Linked DNA regions of Mus musculus: region 2 is linked to region 1. Evidence: chromatin contacts called from public HiChIP or PLAC-seq data. All regions are on one chromosome and are shown on one strand. Each heading gives the region's core, a stretch centred on a gene start, on an enhancer-like site or on the middle of the called end of the contact. The rest is flanking DNA. Distances are from core to core; before and after follow the strand shown.

What was found. HiChIP or PLAC-seq counts read pairs in DNA pulled down with a chosen protein or histone mark.
Region 2: a FOXA1 HiChIP or PLAC-seq map of pancreatic cancer cells shows a contact between it and region 1. The contact joins two enhancer-like sites. A contact is called at or near these places in 14 of 39 promoter capture datasets (3T3-L1-derived adipocytes, the C10 cell line, the HPC-7 cell line and 10 more), 1 of 15 datasets of contacts at CTCF or cohesin (embryonic stem cells), 4 of 484 Hi-C or Micro-C datasets (bone marrow-derived macrophages, embryonic stem cells and nephron progenitors), 8 of 115 datasets of contacts at active chromatin or transcription factors (craniofacial prominence, double positive thymocytes, embryonic basal ganglia and 4 more) and 3 of 9 other capture datasets (adipose tissue, embryonic stem cells and macrophages).

What each region holds. Positions count from the first base shown.
Region 1 is chr2:35,547,671-35,552,784 of GRCm38.p6, forward strand. Gm13446 (predicted gene 13446) reads right to left here. Exons shown (of 4, transcript NR_045894.1): 4 at 1,864-2,746. Among named protein-coding and RNA genes, the nearest start is that of Gm13446, 8.5 kb to the right of the region's middle. Within about 2 kb of position 2,636, at least 18 of the 459 cell types and tissues checked have an H3K27ac peak or open chromatin away from gene starts, as enhancers often do. A contact at or near this core is called in pancreatic cancer cells, where this site is marked.
Region 2 is chr2:35,830,614-35,835,727 of GRCm38.p6, forward strand. The region is part of intron 6 of Ttll11 (tubulin tyrosine ligase-like family, member 11); the gene reads right to left. Among named protein-coding and RNA genes, the nearest start is that of Gm10829, 8.3 kb to the right of the region's middle. Within about 2 kb of position 2,293, at least 93 of the 459 cell types and tissues checked have an H3K27ac peak or open chromatin away from gene starts, as enhancers often do. A contact at or near this core is called in pancreatic cancer cells, where this site is marked.

The DNA.
Region 1 (5,114 bases), core at 1,386-3,885:
TCCTTGAGTATGTCTCTGGTAGGATCCTCCCAGGGCTCTGGAGAATTGCTTTGCCTCTTCCCAGCAACGTAGAGAATGGCTCCAGGTACCATGTTAACCCACACTCCGAGCTTCCAGGCCTTAGTCTGCTTCTGAGACTCCCCAGCAGAGAACCTAGTGCCAGGTGTGAAAGGACATGTGAGACTCCATGGTGTTGTGTGTCATCATGTAGAGGGGACCAGTAAGGTATGTGACAGCAAGGAGGCAAATGTCAAAAAGGAAGATGCTGCTAAACGGCTCAGTGACAAATCCTCATTGCAGGAAAGCACGGGACTAAGCCACAAGCCATGAGAATGCTGAGCCTTGGATGGGAGGGTGTATCTATGGGTCTATAGCTGTGTGCACTGGAAGCCTGCTAGACTCATACTTAGCCACCCCTTAATGGTGGTGACCCCAGAGTGGGGAGTGGGCTTAAAGGAAAACTCATGTTGCTCAGCTTGGCAGAGCATACCTTCAATCTTAGAACCCCAGAGGCAGAGGCAGGTAGATCTCTGTGAGTTCAAGGCCAGCATGGTCCACACAGTGAATTCTAGGACAGCCAGGGCTACAAGACCCTGTCTTAAGCAAGCAAGTAAGCAAGCAAACACACACACACACACACACACACACACACACACACACACACACACAAAACCAAAGAAAGAAAACTATGTTCTTTATTGACCTAACTTTTTTTTAAGTTTTCATCTTTAGCCCTCTCTATGGAAGTCCCCAAATTCATAGTAATGCCCCTGCCTCAGCTTTTCTAGTTCTGGGATTACACATATGAGCCATAATAATGTTTTTAAAAATTGTTTCTGTGACTATGTCAGGGCTTGGTCTCCACACATTGCTCCTGAGCTTCGAAGTGGGCAATGGCTTGGTCCTCAGGGCAATGAAAGGAGAGCAGATCGAATGGATGGTAGCTGATTCACCAGCTGAGTGGTGAATGCTATCGGTTCTCAACCTCCAACCCCCATTGACCCAAAAGCCTCACTCTGACATTGAAGGCTCTTGTCCTCTCAAGGCTAACCAGTCTCCCAGCATCCCCACACAGACACAGGTCAGCAAACTACAACCCATGTGATCCTTACAGCTTCAACTGGTTGAAGAGAAACTCCAAAAAATTTTACTATTTTATGACTAGATAAGAAAATGATAAGAAAGCCCACTTTTGGTGTCAAGTAATGGTTTGTATGTTTGTGTGTGTGTGTGTGTGTGTGTGTGTGTGTGTGTGTGTGTGTGTACATGCCTGGGTAAGGGTGCCTTAAAGGCTAGAAGATGATATTGTATACCTTCCTTTTCCATTGAGGCAGTTCTCTCACTGAACCTGGGGCTCACAGGTTCTCAGCTAAGCTGGCGGAAGCCAGCATGTCCCAGCAACCCTCCTACTTCCACTTAGCTCGGCACTGGAGTCACAGGCACCTGTGGGCATCTAGGGATGCCCTCTTTACTAGACGGGTGAAGGGCTGTGTGTCTGCTTCACCACTGGGGTACCAGAGAGCTGCTGGCAAGCAGCTCAGGGGAGACAGAACGCAATCCAAGGATCTCTGACCTGGACAGAAAGAAAGGCTCCAAGGGGCTTTAGACTGGCTGGAATGGCCAAAGTGTTAGAGCTCTCCAAAGGGAAGCTCATGCAGTGTCAGGGTTTCTCCCACTGCCATCATCTCAACGCCAAGGTGGGGAGTGGCTATGACTAACAACAAATGGCAGCTAGTAGCCGCAGCAGCAAGCAGGGGTGAGAGTCCAGCCTGCTGGGCAGATCCGAGGTCCAGCAATGAATGCTTCAGGAGAGAAAACTTCCCCAGAGTCTTACAGCTCAATAAAACAGCCACTCTCAGATGATTCTCAGTGAAATAACTTGTGTACTTTATCCATGTGGATAGGAATAAACATATACATTCCAGGCATAAGGAGGGGTCCAGAGTTAGATGCTTCGTGCTAGCTCAGTCTGGGATGTTAGGCATGCTCTATTTGTGTGGGGAAGGACTTCAGGTGTTGTCCCTATGTGATTGAGGTCCTCTCAATGGGGTGTCATGCTTACCTGTTCCAGGACAGGAAGAGCTTGGCAGGAAGCTGTTTCCAAGCCTGCTATTCTCAATGTTAAGATTCCCTGGGGTTTTAAACCTGCTCAACCTTACTAGTTCTTCTGTCTGCTGGCATGGTCCACTTGTCCCACAGACGGTGCTGGGATCTGCTGCTCGTAATTTCACATCAAATGATCTTAACTTCTGAGCCATCCTGCCCCCAAGAGTTCTGTTTGATTGATCCACAGTCACATCCACTCATTGGGGAGCTGCCCAAAGTTGTTCTCCAGTTACAAATGCAGAACTGAGCAGAGTTACAAAGTCTGAAATATTTACTGCGTGGCCCCTCCAGCATGTAACTTGCCTGCCCTGCAATGGGTCAGCTATGTGGTCTGGCACTCGGAACTTTTTTTTTTTTTCGTGTGTCCAGCCTTCCAAAGGTCCACAGTAAAAGAGCATTTTAAGTCTCTCGCAACGGTGGGCAGACTCCTCACCTGGTAACACTTTGAGAGCCTCTCTCCTATGGCTGGTGATGCCCATGGCTAGTACTCTGGCTGACTCATCCCTGGGTCATTCCTTTGGCATAGTCTTCAGGCAGCATTTGCTGAATCGCACAGACGGCTACTGTTGCTCATCTGGGAAACATAGCAGGCTTCTTGTGGGTTTTCCTGACTGGCTTCGGCGTGACTGTCCAGTACCACCTAGAAGAGAGCAGAGTTTTTGTTCTGGCAGGTAATCTAGCTATGTGTGGGACAGTGTGCCGTGGAGACTGCTAGCTCATGGGATTATGTCCTGGAGGGGGTCTCCAGGGGTTGCTAATCTGGGGACACCTATGACTGTCTTGGATGGTGACCTTGATGCTTGGTGGATGAGAAAAAGGACCTCCACGTTTGCACCATTCCTGTGATGACCTATGTACAGGCTCACTGTCACTGATTATGCCGGGGTTTCCTTTCCAGGACACAAGTCCAGCTGGATCCTGGGATCTCAAGGCAGGCCTCCTGGTTCACTGTGATTTGGGGGATCTTTGAGGACCCCAGACTACCATTTTGAGCCACTTACCCTGGAAAATACTTAAAGCCCCAAACTCTAGTTATTCCTCTCTAGCCAGCTTTTCTGGAAGGACTTGGGACTTTCCACACTGCTCAGTGGCTGAGGGTGTTCACACTGCTCTGTGGCTGAGAGTGTTCACACTGCTCTGGGATTGAGAGTATTCACAGTGCTCTGTGGCTGAGAGTGTTCACACTGTTCTGGGATCGAGAATGTTCACACTGCTCTGGGATTGAGAGTATTCACACTGCTCTGTGGCTGAGAGTGCTCACACTGCTCTGGGATTGAGAGTATTCACACTGCTCTGTGGCCGAGAGCCGGCCCTGGGATCAGCTAGTTGGGAAGGATGGTGACTGGTCCTTCTCAGCAGCACCCCAATGACTGATTTCTTTCTTTGAGAAAATTTTGTTTTGCATGTGTATGTGCGAGTGCACGCATGTATGCATGCTTGTGTGCACAGGCGCACGAAAGCCTCAGGCTGGCTGATGTCACCTGTCTCCCTCGATCAGTCTTTCCACCTTTTCTTAACTTCCTAGTTTCTTACTTAGCACAAACATCTTACTAACCCTGGAGATTTTACCGTGTGGTGAGCCAGCTTGTTCCAAGGATCCTCTGTCTTTGTCCCTGGGTCCTGGGATTATAGGCAAGCTGCCTTGCCTACCTGGTTTTTCACTTAGGTTCTAAGAAGCCGAACTCCTATCCTCATGCTTGCATGACAAGAACCTTACCAGCTGAGACATCTGCCTGCCCAGGACTGGGACGTCTGGGGTCCAAATTGGACTGAACTCTTCCCTCTTCACTCCTGGAGGCAGTGGCTTGCCTCTTCTTTCCTGATCCCTGGTTTTATGGGACAGTGTGGTGGGATTCCCTGAGACTGCTAACTCACAGGCCATGGGAGCCATTGTCCTCTGAAGGAACTCACAATCTGTTTGTGGCATTCCCTTGCTTTTCTACCATCAGGGACAGGGTAGCCTGGTATGGCCCAGGACTTGTTAGATGGTACTGGCCATGAGACTTGAGGCCTTTAAAAGAAACTCCATAATCTAGGAACAGGACGGCATGGCTCAGAGGGCTTCCAGATGTGAACTCTTGGGAATCGGAACAGAGGCTGGTGGGACAGCAGATCTTCCAGATGATTCTTTCCATCTCCACACCTTTCTACTGCCCACACCAGACAACCTCCTTTCCATGAGGCCACCGGAGAGGCAAGGGTTCAAATCCCAGCTTGACCACTTCTCAGTCGCTGAGTTGGGGCAAGGGGACGTTGGAGTACTTATCTGTGTGGCCCTGTGTTCAGAGTCTTCCTGAGAATAGAAGACCTAAGAAAAGCCAGGGAAATGAGAGATACCTGTCACAGACAGGATACTCCAGGGACGCTTCCTCAGGTCCAAGGGTTCACTGCATTGTGTGCCCAATAAATTGAGGAGGAGAAAAAGGACAGCTGAGCTTCCCCCCATCATGGGCTTTGTTGGGGTTTGCTAGGAGCTCCTCTGGATGCTCTAAGTACAGGATGGACCTGCTTTGAGGGTGGGGACTGGCAGAGTATGCACCATTTGGAGGTCTGCGGAGGAAATCACTGTGGGGCCGGGGTGGGGTGAACAGGGTGGCTCTGGACCACAGTCTGTGATCAGAGCAAGGACTGGGGTAGGTTTGGGGGAAGGGTCTACTCCTGCAGAAGCACTGCTGCGGCCCTGGGGTGGGAGGGAGAGTGCCAAAGTCCATGTTGGCACACACCTGTGATCCCCGCACTGCAGAAGCTGAGGCAGGAGGATGCTAAGTTCCAGCACGGCCACATAGCAATATTCTCTTCTAAACCAAAACAAAGCCCGAGAGGCTGCCATGTGGCTGGGGTGGGAGGGTGTGGTGATTTGAATGAGGATGCCCCCATATCTCTGTATGTCTCTGTCTCTGTCTCTGTCTCTGTCTCTGTCTCTGTCTCTGTCTTTCTCTTTCGGTCTGCCTGCTTGTCAGTGAATCAGATTGTAGCCCTCAGCCCTATGCTTCCCTACCTGCAGGCAT
Region 2 (5,114 bases), core at 1,043-3,542, 280 kb after region 1:
AGGATGGAAGGGAAAGGAGGAGAAGGAAGAGTAGCAAACTCATGGAATGAGTAAATCTAGTAAGTAAAGATGCTTAGACACGTACACACAAGACCATTTAAAAAACAGAAAATACAAGGGCTCTCAAGTGTTTCTAACAATCAAAGACTCACCATGATGCTAAAAGCCAGTCTTGACCAAACTGAAAGTGCTCATGGATCTGCAGTTGACTGTTGGAAGGTGCTATAGTAATTGCTTAGACCCAACTGTCTTTTGAAAAAGAGAATCCCAGTGTAGGGAAGGGACTTTCCCAGAACCATGGGAAACGAGAGGAACAGAGTCAAAGAGCTGGGCCCAGGTCCTCTGGACCACCCATTCTAGATCATCTGGGAATGGCAGGCTTAGAGGTAGGTCCAAAGTACAGGCTGAGAAGGTTCCAAACACTAAGCTCTAGGTCGTGCCTCATCCTCCAGTGTGAGACCCAGGGCCATATGACCATTCCTGGTTTGTGTGGTTATACTCATTTGAATGGCTCTACAAGCCAGGTGGGGATTACCATGTGATGCACTGGTGCCTGGGACACTAGAGAAGAGAGGAAGAGACATGTCAGGTCCTGGTTGCTAGCAATGACTGCTAGCAACATCCCAGAGCCCTTTGCTGCTGGCCCAACAGTCAGTGAGATTTCCTAAGAGAGACTCTGAGTGGTAAGCAATACAGACAGGATTCTTTCCATGTGCATGCAAAGCCTCAGAGGGGGCTGGCTACATTGCCTACACAATAGAAATTTCAGATACAAAATCAGTACCACATGGTCTCTGTGCTTTGCAGATGCTGAACCTCACTCATAGCAGGTGTCCTGGGGCAGGGGTGGCAGTCAGGGGTGGGGTGGGGTGGAACAACACTTCGCTATTTGGTTTCTGCAAATGCAATTTGGTAAGTCTCTTGCATCATGGTTTTCCCTTGTTGAGAACATCTGGTATTTAGCTCTCACTGGGGCTTATCTACGGCGAGCTTCCAAACACTTCTCTATGTAACATTCTGCCACCCTGTATGTTGGCTTTAGAACCTTCCAGAGCCTTCACAGCTTCCTGTCAGATGAGTGTGGCAGTTTAGAAAGTGGTGCTACCATCACTGTGACTGCAGATAAGAGACCAACCCCAGCCACTTTCTTTAACACACATTTGTCCTCACCACAAAGGGCTGAGGGCTCCCGGAGAGAGTGACACTGAGCTGTCAAGACAGAAATGTTTGCGGAAAACATCTTTTCTGTCCACCCCCTTTTTCTAAAATAATACTTGCCTTATAAGTATTCTAACTATTTCTCTTATAAATGAGCATGTTTTGGGTTACATAGGAAAGAGCCTAGACATCTTTGATTGTCTCGGATATAATGACTGTTTTGATTAACGAGGCAACTTTACAATAGGAAAGAGGCAAACCACAAAATAAAACTCTGGCTAGCGCGTCTTGGTATTTCTGAAGAACGTGTGCCAGACTTGGTTGAGATCCTGAAATGGTCGCATGGGGCTGTGTTTTGTAATGAGGAGGGGAGCAGGTTTTTAAACCAAAAGATAGGTCCTAATTTGTGTATGACAGTAGGACCCTGTGTCCTCAACTCTACCCCTAGGTTCCCCTCAGCTCTACAGTTCAGCCAAAGCAAGCAAGTTCCTTCTGTAAGGGACATTGTCTGGTCTAGGGAAATATGGTACTGGACTCTGAGACTCACTGAAGAATCGTTCAGAACACTTCAGGTCATGTCCTCCAGGGATGTTTGCACATACCAAGAGATGTTCAACCCTCCAGGTTTTCTTCCTGTCCCCCTCACCAGGTGACAATATCATGCTGCTTACAATCCTCCAGTTCCCAGTCACCACGGTGTTCTCGTGTTCTCGCTGCCTTTCTGAGCAGAAGGCTGCTCAGAACTCCTCTCTCTGACCCACAGGCCAAGAAAAGCCTTGCTGTCACTGAGATCTAGATCTCTTCTGGGTCCACAAAGTGGTGGATATCCAGTGACTTTCTTAATTACGTGTATGCTTTAGGTGGGATAAGTTTCAGGCCTTTCTGTGACCTCCTCTGATTACCACGATGATGTTATGGGCAAGAAGTTATTTTCTTTATTTGGTAAACTAGGGATTTGAGGCTCAGAGAAATTAGTAAGATATGCCCAAGATTACAGGCAGAAAACAAAATAAAGAGCCAGGATTCGAGGCTAGCTGTCTCTGCCTCCCATGGTCTTCCTACCGTGCTCTGTAGACTTGGCTGAATTCCTTCCGTGTGTGTAATGTTTGATAAAGACTACATTGAACTGTGACCCGCCGGTCGCCCATTCTGCACTCATCCGGCTCAGCCCAGACAAGCAAGCAGGAGCAGGGGAAGCTTGCCTTCCAGGGCTCGTGATGATTTGTGGCGGGTGGCGTTCCTTCTCTCTTGTTTTTCTTGTGCTTTCCACAGTGTGGGGCCCAGCAGTAAGAATCTGGGAATCTTGCCTCTGAGTTCTGTTTTCTTGGACCAGTCTGACAAGTGATGGAAGTGCTTAGGGACCAGACCCGGCTGAATGAATGACTTCTATAAACTGTCCAGATCCTGCATTGGTGAGAGGACCAGGAGGTGAAGCCAAACCACACAGTCTACCACTGTCTCCTGCACCCTCATCTCTGCCACTTATCAGAGAAAACATAGAGCAGACACTATCTCTTTGAAGGGGTTTGAGTCCTAGAAAATATGAGCTAAATTTTAAGTACAATTTTAATTTTAATGAAAGCTTCAGGGAGTGCTGTTTGTTTGTGTTGCTTATCTTTCATACCTGGTGATTAAGTTAATTTATGCTTAATGGAAGAGGGTATCTCTAATCCCCAGACAGACTGAACATCTGTCTAGGACTGTGTTTCTGGAAGCCGTGAGCTGCTAGAGATGGATGCAATGAGACCAGGGCGTTGCTGAATAGACACCCGAAGGCTGTGCAAGGAGGACCAGGGACATCATCATGTCTGCCCAGTGCTTGTGCTGAAACCAAATCAACGTTCTGAGCATCTCGTCTGTCACTCCTTCAGTATCCTGCCTCCCGCTCTTTCATGTTATTCCCTGGATGGAGCTATGGAAAGGAAGTTGGGCTGCCGGGTATAGATCTACCATTAAAGCTAGCTACTCCCAAACCCCTCCCACATCTGTGCGTGTCTGCAGTCCCAGACGCTCCCACTTGCATGCACTCTCAGCTGGCTCTCCCAGGTCTGGAGGGAGCAATCATTCTCCTGCTTTACATTTTGGGAAACAAAGCCTCCAAAGGCTGAAGTAGCTTGCCTCAGAAACACAGCTTCTAAGCACCAAAGCTAGTATTGATCCAAATTCAGTCTGTTCTTGTTTTTACTCCCATAATAATGGATCAAACCACTTTGTCATGTGCTCTTGTAAATAAGGCTTCATTGGAACACAGCCACGTATATTTAAGCATTGTCTATAGTTACATTTCACATTGCAATGGCTGTCTCTTTGCTTCATGGCCACAATGATGTGAGTAGCTTTCTCTCTCACCACACCCTTCTCCCATAACTTTTCTGTCTCGTCACAGGTAGAAAAGCAATGTAGCTAGCCAACCACTGATTGAGACTTCTGAGACCATGAGCCAACTAAATTCTTCTTGTCTCTTCAACTATTCTATTACAGTGACAAGCTCATGACTAACACACCATCCCCACAGTGGCTCCATCATACAAGGGACCTGGGACAGAATGTGTGACTTATTCCCTCTCTAACACGTCAATCTCCCTGTAAACGATCCTTCCTCTCAGTCACAGAGCAGATGGCTGCTGGCAGAGGCATAGGATGGGCTGCACCACACATGAGACTAAATGTTCACACACCACAGTGAAGTGAAAAACACAAAAGGTGTGTGTGTGTGTGTGTGCGCGTGCGTGCTCGCGCACGCTCGCTGGTGTGAACATATGGAGATCATGCCTTTATGAAACCATGCTGACAACATTAAGTTCAATCATGTGAAATTGCAGACATTTTGACACATGGAAGTCCCAATTTCACATTTAATTGGTGATAATTGGTATTTAGGAATTATCACTACATGGAGACATAAAATGTTGGCAACTTTCTTCATGTTAGCTCCTGTGTGTGTGTGTGTGTGTGTGTGTGTGTGTGTGCATGCACGCATGAGTATGTATGTGTGCATATTTACTTATCTTCTACAAGCAGCAGCTGGCCCCAAACACCCTCATAAATTTTGGCAGTAGCAATCAAAATTTAAAATCACCTATTCTTTGACCTAACAATTTTTTTTCTAAGGATCCAGCCTGCAGATGGATAGGCAGCAGGGTCTTCCTGGCAGAGTGAACAAAATGTGAGACAGTGGAACGTCAGTTCCCATAATCAGGGGGTTGGTTATGAAGAGAATGAGAGGTCCTCAGATTCCAATGGCAAGCAGCAAAGGACAGCTCTGGATCTGCTCAGGTGGAGGCATGCCCTGACTGTCCTGGAGAACATCAAGCTCAAGTCTGAGAATGACAGACATATCATTCAGTAAAGAGTGGGCTCCTGCGTGTCTCTGAAGGTTTAAGGACTGAAATAAAGGGCTTGGGAAGCAGCAAGCAAGTAGAGAACAGTGGACTTTCATGGGGAAGTGGGGTCTTGGTTGACTTATACAGTGACGCTCAGGTGATGGAGTTCCTGCCTGGCTGAGGTAGCCCAGAGGCTGAGCCCTGGCACAACATCCACCAGGTAGCCCACACACTTACAATCCCAGTGCCAGGGGCTTTGGAGCTCTAGGACAGGAACAAGTTAGAGAACAGCCTGGAACATGAGACCCATCTCAAAAAAAAAAAAAAAAAAAAAACAACTTTAGTGGATAAATCATTCGCATTATTGATGATGGAGAAGCCTACTACTTTTACAATATTTTCAAATAAAGCAGTAAATGAAGGCAGCTTTGGTAAGCAGTGGGTAACTATGCACAGCATAACCAACAAGCAAAATTCATATTGGTTCTGGGATTCTGACCAGGTGTTCAGAGCAGGTGTTCTCTAAGCTAAGCCTTAGAAGAGTTGGGGAAAGAGCAAAGAAGTATGGTACCCCCTCTCCAAAGGGACCCTGAGCTTATTAGAGCTCTCAGGATGGCTAACACATTAGGGTTT